Regions from separate parts of the Mus musculus genome. Here region 2 is linked to region 1. Evidence: chromatin contacts called from public HiChIP or PLAC-seq data. All regions are on one chromosome and are shown on one strand. Each heading gives the region's core, a stretch centred on a gene start, on an enhancer-like site or on the middle of the called end of the contact. The rest is flanking DNA. Distances are from core to core; before and after follow the strand shown. Region 1 overlaps Abhd12 (abhydrolase domain containing 12). Region 2 overlaps Sdcbp2 (syndecan binding protein (syntenin) 2).

Region 1 (4,050 bases), core at 436-2,935:
ATTAAAACAAAGCAAATTTATTATCTTGTAGTTGTGGAAATCAGAAGTCTAAAATCATTAACCCCTGAGGTAGAATTAAAGCTACTGTGAGCTTTGTTCTTCCGTGACTTATGGAGCGACCCCTACCGCTTGCCTTTCCTAGTTGCAGAGGGACCCTGGCATTTGACCTCGCTTTTTTCTTCCCTTTTCTGCACGTATGCCTGCGTGTCAGAGGGCATCAGATCCCATTATGGGTGGTTGTGAGCCACCATGCGGTTGCTGGAAATTGAACTCAGGATCTCTAGAAGAGGAGTCAATGCTCTTAACCACTGAGCCATCTCTCCAGCCCTGCCCTCTCTTTCTGTTATCAAGATGTTTACGAACATTCGGGCTTTACCCAGATCCCCCTGTATCAAGGCTGACTCGTTAGTGGCCTTTATTCTTTCTGCAGCGTAACTCCCCTGGCCTAAGGGTCACATGTTTACCAGTCCTGTGATTAATGTCAGCTTCTCCAGGAGCCACTGTTCTGCTGAACACGGTGATGGCTTTCGCTAAAGACAGTTCCATCAGGATGAAAGTTTTAAGTCAGGTGGTGATGGCACATGCCTTTCATCTCAGCTCTAGAGAGGCAGAAACAGATGGATCTCTGAGTTCAAGGCCAGCCCTCTCTACAGAGGGAGTTCCAGGATAGCCAGGACTACAGAGAGACTCAAAAAACAACAATAAACAACAACAACAAAACAAAGCAAAACAAAGCGATGAATTAAGCTAAGAGTTGGAAAGCCCTGTTCCCTTTCCTGCTTTCTGCCTTCTCCATTCTACAAAGGTTTTTAGAAACATTCTTTCTCATGTGTGCTGAGAAGGCCTCCTCCCTTCTGTGTTCTCTTCCTGTCGTCTCTCAAGAAGCTATCCCCTGCATTTTCTCTTTCAGGCCTTAGTCTGCCTGTCTGTGGTGTGGAACAATCCTGATCTATCTCTGACTGTGCTCCTAGTTTCTGTGCTTCTGTCTCTTCCTTCATGTTCCCTTGTCTCCTACAAGATAGCCTAAGACTATAGTTAAGTCCCTCTTCAGCTCTTCTTCCCTGGGTTTGGAGGGTGGTATTATAATTATGGGGTTGCTCACACAGCAGAATTTTATTTCTGAAACTTGTGGTGTACATAAGTCATATGATGATGACTCAGTGCTGAGCCACTGAGAAGGCAGTTTGTACTTGATCTTTGCTGGAGATGAGGAGGAGAGTCAGACTTGCCTCGGGACTGGGCTCTCCTGACCTCCCCTCCTCCCTGCAGCTTCATGACTTCCTCCTCTTTGGCCTTCTGTTGGCCCTGGGCAGACCGGGCTCATCTTGTCAGCAGTCCACTTGGCCTGGTCCTCGTGAGCCCCAGTGCTGGCCTGTCAGTCGAGCAGAGGAAGGACTAGCTTGAAGGATGCTGGCACCTGTGGGCAGGCGGCAGCAGGGCACGGATTTGAGGTTCTGGTGTGAGCCTTATTAGCTCTGTTGTTAGTTCCCAATCTGATATGCATGTGGAATGACAGGGCCGTCTGGTTTGTCAGCCAGCAAAAGTAAGGAAAGTTCACTTCTGTGTCCTCCTGCCTGTCTCCCTACCACCAGAGTGGAGTGGAATTGAGGACACACAGATAGGGCTGCTGTTGCTCATGGGGCAGCTTTCACTGGAGCTGCTGTAAGTTCACCAGCTGCCTTTGACATTCCTCTCTCTCAGGTTGGGGTGACTCAGTAGGAACACCATCGGAGCGAGGCATGACGTATGACGCACTCCATGTTTTTGACTGGATCAAAGCAAGAAGTGGTGATAATCCTGTGTATATTTGGGGCCATTCACTGGGCACCGGGTAAGAGCTCTCAAAGCAGAAGGGTAATGTAGTGAAGGCAGGCCTCATTGTGTGACCTCTGAAGCAGCCCAGTGTCTCTGAGCCTGTAGCATCTTCCAGTCCTCAGTCCTGGTTCCTGCCCCTGTGTAGGGTAAGGGAGTGAAGCACATGAGAGACTAAGGAGAGACTGAAGTTCAGAAGTGCCTTAGAACCAATATGGGCATGGAGATGGCAGCCAGGGTTCCAGGGAGCTCTGCTCTCAAAGCATTTTCAGAGTGCAGACAGAGTACCTAGACAGTGTCAGCTGTGACTTAGGTGTGTTTACCAACCACTGAGTCCAGGAGCACCAGGGAGAGATGTTTGGAACCAGCTTTGTCACTTTGGCATGTTCAGCTTAGCAGGGAAGACCAAGAAAAAAGATGTACCTGGATTCTGCAGAGTGAAGTCCTAAAAAGAGCCTTGGTCCTTGTCTTCTGATACCTTCCTCTGCGAGCATACTGGCTCAGCCCTTACTTAGCCCCTTTCCTCATGTGGCTATCATCCTGCAGCCCTGCTGGGAGGAGGGAGGGTACCCCAGTGGAAGGATGCTAGCTTTCTCTTTGGTTGTCTGCACAGCATCTGCCAGGTGTTATTCTAAGACAGCAGGAGGTCCCTGACCCTGGTAGATGACAAGTGCTACTGTCCTCCTGTCTCTCAGCAGTAACTGTACCAACCAGCCAGTGTACCAGGTGAAAGGAGGGAACAGGGCAACCTGTGGGAGAGATCACATGTCTGAGGACAGGAGGGTGGCTGCTGTCACCTTTTAAGAAAGGTCAACTTATGGTTCACCTTGTTCCTCCCGCTCACCCTGAAGCTCTCAGTTAGCTTCTCGGGTCAGAGTCTCTGAGCATTTTCCAGGATCCGCACAGCTTCACTTAAAAGGATTTTCTTCAGAATTCAGCTGAACTGTTTTTTCTTTCCAGAGTGGCAACAAATCTGGTACGGCGCCTCTGTGAGCGAGGTGAGAGAGCCAGGCACCGTGTGGCTGGGGACCATGTTGTTAGTGATCCGATCCCTGCTATGCATTCTTGCTTGGCAAGCAAGGTCTAACTGACAAGCTGCACAGTGATAGCATGAGCTGACCGTCAAGGGTGGGGCCCCAGGTGTTCTCAGAGTTTGCCCCGACCTGCCCTCCCAGTAGGATCCTTTAAAGTCATCTGGAGCCCCTTGGGGGCTGGGGCTGATAGTGGTGGGAAGCTCCTGCAAAAGTGGGTACCTGGTCTCTCTGTCCTGTCTCCACACCCCAGCCCCTAGCTTCACTGGCTCTGTCACTTCTTACCCACTGTCTATTCTCTTTGTCTATCTAGAGACGCCACCAGATGCCCTTATATTGGAGTCTCCATTCACAAATATTCGTGAAGAAGCAAAGAGTCATCCATTTTCAGTGGCAAGTATATGAAAATAAAATGTATTTTCATTATTAAAATGATAATTATGAAAATAAGAGCAAGTAGATAATGAAACTAGTCATCATAAAAGGAATGACTTAACATTTACTAAAGACTCATAGTTCTCGGCACTGGCCTGCCCATAGAGCTGCCAAAGAAGGGGGAAGTAGCTTTCAGCCCAGGGCACTGGCATTGTAGGAGGCTTTGCCCCTGTGGCCACATTGCATACCCAGTCCTATTTGGCTTCACTGCACACCTGATCTCACAGCATCTCTGCCCACTTGGTGCTGTGGAAGGCTACAGACTAGCTCCCTCCTTGGGGTGGAGCCTACACTATGGGTACTAGAGGATTATTAGAACCCAGGCTCAGTGCACTGGACATCCCAGGATTGTCTCAGAGTAAAATCCAGGTAACCTTGCTCTAGGGCCGGTCCGTCCCCACCTCTCCCTCATGGGGTGGAATCCATCCTTTTCCCCACCCCGCCCTGCTACTTCCCACTTCAGCTCCTGACCAGTGTGTGACCTGGAGTAGGTTTCATGCTCCCCCCATGCCAGAACACCCCTTTATTTTCTCATGTCACTGGTGCTGCCTCTCCCCGACAGTTTGTGAGGAAACAGCCTTTGAGTCCCATTTCCTTGGTGGGCATCTGTCTTTCTGTCTGTGGAGAGTCTGGTTTGTGGTTGCACGTGAGCTGTGGAAGCCCCATCTGATCTACGGGGCCGGATGAGTCTTCTCTTCCCAGTCGCAAAGCCAGGACAAAGCTGGAAATGGAAACTGCACGTCTCCTAATTCCTTGAACCTAAACTGCCATA
Region 2 (3,769 bases), core at 508-3,007, 740 kb before region 1:
AGAGGATCCTTCTCATAGGAAGCCTGATCTGATTTGTGCTCTGTAGAGCTCCCCTATGTCCTTACTCCTGCTTGTCCACTAGTCTTCTAGTTGATTCTACTTGTCTAGCTGTTTTGTTAGACTGGGAGTCCCCAAAGGGCCTTCTCATTGACTGCAGAACTCCTCAAATGCATGCATGGGGGAGAATGCAATGATATGCCAGAGGCAATATATTTGGCCCTTCTACTTCTCCCCTAGTAAAGCAAAGTTCTGCTGCTTCAAGACCATGCCCTTCTTAGGAATGGAATCAAGAACCAGAGGACTAAATGCACCTTATGTCTCAATCTTGGGTAGTTAAATATGAATTGTCAGGTCACAGACCTGCGCCTTTGAGATGATCACTCTATGGGACCAAATCCTTCAGCCTGATTTATGGTCCTAGCCAGGACCTGGCTCCTCTGTGTTCTCTTTCACATAGACTATCCTAGACTAAATCGTGTGGTGTGGCACTACCTCCACTCTCTGAAAGTATATAAAAATTTTTTTTTTCTGACACAGCCCCCCTACCCTGTTCTGTCTATAATGGCTGTCTTTCTGACTTTTAAGCTCTCTCTTTTAATGAAGTTCCTCTCTAAGTTTCAAAGGGAAACCTCTCCTGTCCTTAAAGGCCCCATTCATGTCTCTGATAGAAGTCATCATCTCTTCTTATGTTTTGCCCTGTCAAGACCTGATCATGGCTTCTGTGGTCTCAAGACTCTTTCCCCTAACAAAGTTTATTCCTGAAAGGTATTTTTGTGTCAGCTCCTTTCCTAGATCAGCCAAATCATCTCACTCACTCATGTACCCACTTGTAGCCCCTCTTATCTGACATGAACACATGAACAAAATCTGAAAATTTAAAAAGTCACTTCTAATTTGTACTGAAAAATATAAGTAGCATGGTCAGGACTCCTTCCTAGATGGGGTTGTACCTGCTTTCTTATGACTCAAGTACCCAACCAGCCCTTGGCTGATTTTTGTTGCCTGCCTGGCTGCTAGGATATCTGCAGTTCCTTGTCCTAGGCTAGCCTTTGGGGGCAGAAATGGGGATCCTAAGACAAGAATTTCCTAGGGGCAGGAAGCATATGATTCTAATCTCCTTTTAGAGCAACTTCAGGAAAAGACCCCTTCATCTGGGGTCTGCCCTACCATGTACACCCTCCTGGAGACTTTTAACCTTGAAATAACACTCAGCAGTTACCATCTACCAAATTATACTTTGCCACCAGTATGCACTATGCGGATGCGAACCTAAGAGCCACCTGTATCCTTTTTTTCCAACAGTACAGCAAAGGAGCAGATGCGTTTTGCCCTCTGGGAGAAAACAGGCTCAGAGACCCACTTCCTGGAACACTTTCATCACTGCTTTAGCAAGAAATGGTACAAATTCTTTTTACTGAAAACTGCTGTCCTTCCCCTCACTAAAAGGCATCCTTGCCTGGGCAGTAACTCAAGATGAATCCCAAACCGTCTCTTTCCTTTAAAAAAATGAAAGCACGTGGGTCAGACACCGCACTCTTCATGCACCGAATACCCGGGAGAGACTCAATTGTCCAGGGCCTAGCCTCTGTACGCCCCTACGTCACGCTCTTCCACGACCCCAAGCTGCCTTCACTTCCCTATCCAAGGATTCAGAACTTAGCCGGAAGCTGCGTCTCCGCTTGTAGTCTATAACGCCTGCGCAGAAATCCTGCTTAGCTACTGCGTGTGGTGCCCCTGACGCATGTGCACCAAGTCTACTTGCGTGCGGGCGCGCGCGGGGTTTCGGGATGGGGCCTGTGTTCCCAGGATGCCCCACGGCTGCGGAGTCACCTTGACAGCTTTTTTTCTCCCGGGAATTGCAGAATGTGCCTGCGCCGGGCTTCAGACTTTCCAAAGAGACCCGCAATGCAGTGGAATATGCGACCGGAAGGCCAGCCTGCCTCTGCAGCCCTCCTCATGCATTCCTAAAAAAACTTAGAGGCCGCGGTTCTTCCGAAGGCCCCTTGGGGCTCTATGCTCGTCAGACCATTTGATTTACAATGGGTGGGAGAAGAAAGCAAGAGTCGACACCCCGCCCCGCTGCTCGTTCTGAAAAGGAGATCCCCTCTCCCTTTGATTTAGAAGCGCTTTCAAGTCCCTAGGTGGTTGCTTCTGGTGCCTTGCTCTCAGGATTGTGGCCTGGCGCCAACTTTTGACCTGCCCTAGTTGAAGATGCAGACGCACCAACCACCAGAGTTAGAACCATTGGGCGTCTGCTGCCTAGGGAAGTGGACTTGCCCGAGGGTATCACTTCCTACTTAAACCAATCACCCTCTCAGGCATTGGTATGCAGGTGAAAAGCTAGAAAATCAAGGAAACCTCCAAGACTTGCCCGTGGCCATGAAGGATGGAACGTTTAAGCCAGTGAGAGTAGAGTGTGCTATTCTGAATAGGGAGGCGTGGGCATAAATTCCCTTTTGGATATTTATTACTTTCAGGTGACTACCTTGAAATGTTCCCAAATCTTGATAGCAGCCCCACCAAATACTCTTATGAACTGAGCCAGAAATCAGGGACTTACCCTCAGACCCTGCCTTTACCTGTTGGTGACATCATAATTAATCTCAGATTTCAGCATGACTTTAAACATTTCATGACTGACCCCTGGTGGACATGTCGTTCTTACCCCCATTTACTCATGCATTCCCTTCATTTCAAATAGCTTGCTGATTTTAAAACTCAGCTTGCTAATCCATGCCTTCATGCCGTGGCAGAGCTGTTCCCTCTGCCTTAAATGCCATCCACAGTTCACGTGGTGAATTGGTCAGTTCTAAGCCTGCCCCTAAACCCTACACCCACACAAACCCCAAGGATCTTCGGATTCACTGGTCATTATTCATTCCACACGTATTTAGGAAGTCCATACTCCGAGCCAGGCCTTCCCTTTTGCATTACCTAGGCTGAAATTCCACCATGCTATGTTGGTTTGCTGGCCATCCTTACTAGCCAGTGTGAATCACTAGTGCCAAGCCCTGTGTCTCCATAGAGTAACAGGAGAAAAGCAGACACAGGGCAGAGAATCCCGAAAACCTAGTGTGTAGGTAGCTATTTCCTCCGAATTGAAACAACGTTCCCTCCTGGGAGGGAGTGGGAGGCCTTTGAGACTCAAGAACCTAAGGAAGCATAAAAGACTCTGAGCGCAGAGAGCTGATTCACAGAGCCCTCCCCAGGCTTATGTAAGCAGTGCACAGTTGCGAGGGGAGAGGAGGTTCTTCTCTCTGGGGTTGTCACCAATGCTGGGGGGAACTGCCTGCATCACCTAGGCTCCTTTAATCCTACTAAACTCCTTGGTTTACCACAGTGAGCATGGACTAGTTTATTTTAGTTCAGCAGTTCTCAACCTGTGGGTTACAACCCCTTTGGGGTTGAATAATCCTTTCACAGGGGTTGCCTAAGACCATCAGAACATCATGATTCACAACAGTAACACATTTACGGTTATGAAGTAGTAACAAAAAAAAAAAAATTTACGGTTGGGGTGGTCACCAGAACATGAGGAAAACTGTATTAAATGTCACAGCATTAGGAAGGTTGAGAGCCACTGTTTTAGTTGGTGTGCCATTGGTTCTTTGAGGTGAATAGGTGTTTGTACACATCTCCCCAGAAATGTCATCTGACACCTTGATAAACATTTTCCCACTTACCACCTGTAGAAAGCCTCTTAAAGAAAAACTAGGTGTAGGGAGGGAAACTCCAGCCCTAGTGAGATACACAGAAAGTAGTGTGACAG

Evidence for each region. HiChIP or PLAC-seq counts read pairs in DNA pulled down with a chosen protein or histone mark.
Region 2: a contact with region 1 is called in a FOXA1 HiChIP or PLAC-seq map of pancreatic cancer cells. The contact joins two enhancer-like sites. A contact is called at or near these places in 2 of 115 datasets of contacts at active chromatin or transcription factors (embryonic stem cells and pancreatic cancer cells).

Annotation. Positions count from the first base shown.
Region 1 is chr2:150,837,501-150,841,550 of GRCm38.p6, reverse strand. Abhd12 (abhydrolase domain containing 12) reads left to right here. Exons shown (of 13, transcript NM_024465.3): 7 at 1,702-1,831; 8 at 2,773-2,810; 9 at 3,157-3,236. Among named protein-coding and RNA genes, the nearest start is that of Gm23598, 44 kb to the left of the region's middle. Within about 2 kb of position 1,685, at least 45 of the 459 cell types and tissues checked have an H3K27ac peak or open chromatin away from gene starts, as enhancers often do. A contact at or near this core is called in pancreatic cancer cells, where this site is marked.
Region 2 is chr2:151,574,184-151,577,952 of GRCm38.p6, reverse strand. All of the region lies in intron 1 of Sdcbp2 (syndecan binding protein (syntenin) 2), which reads right to left. Among named protein-coding and RNA genes, the nearest start is that of Sdcbp2, 3.4 kb to the right of the region's middle. Within about 2 kb of position 1,757, at least 261 of the 459 cell types and tissues checked have an H3K27ac peak or open chromatin away from gene starts, as enhancers often do. A contact at or near this core is called in pancreatic cancer cells, where this site is marked.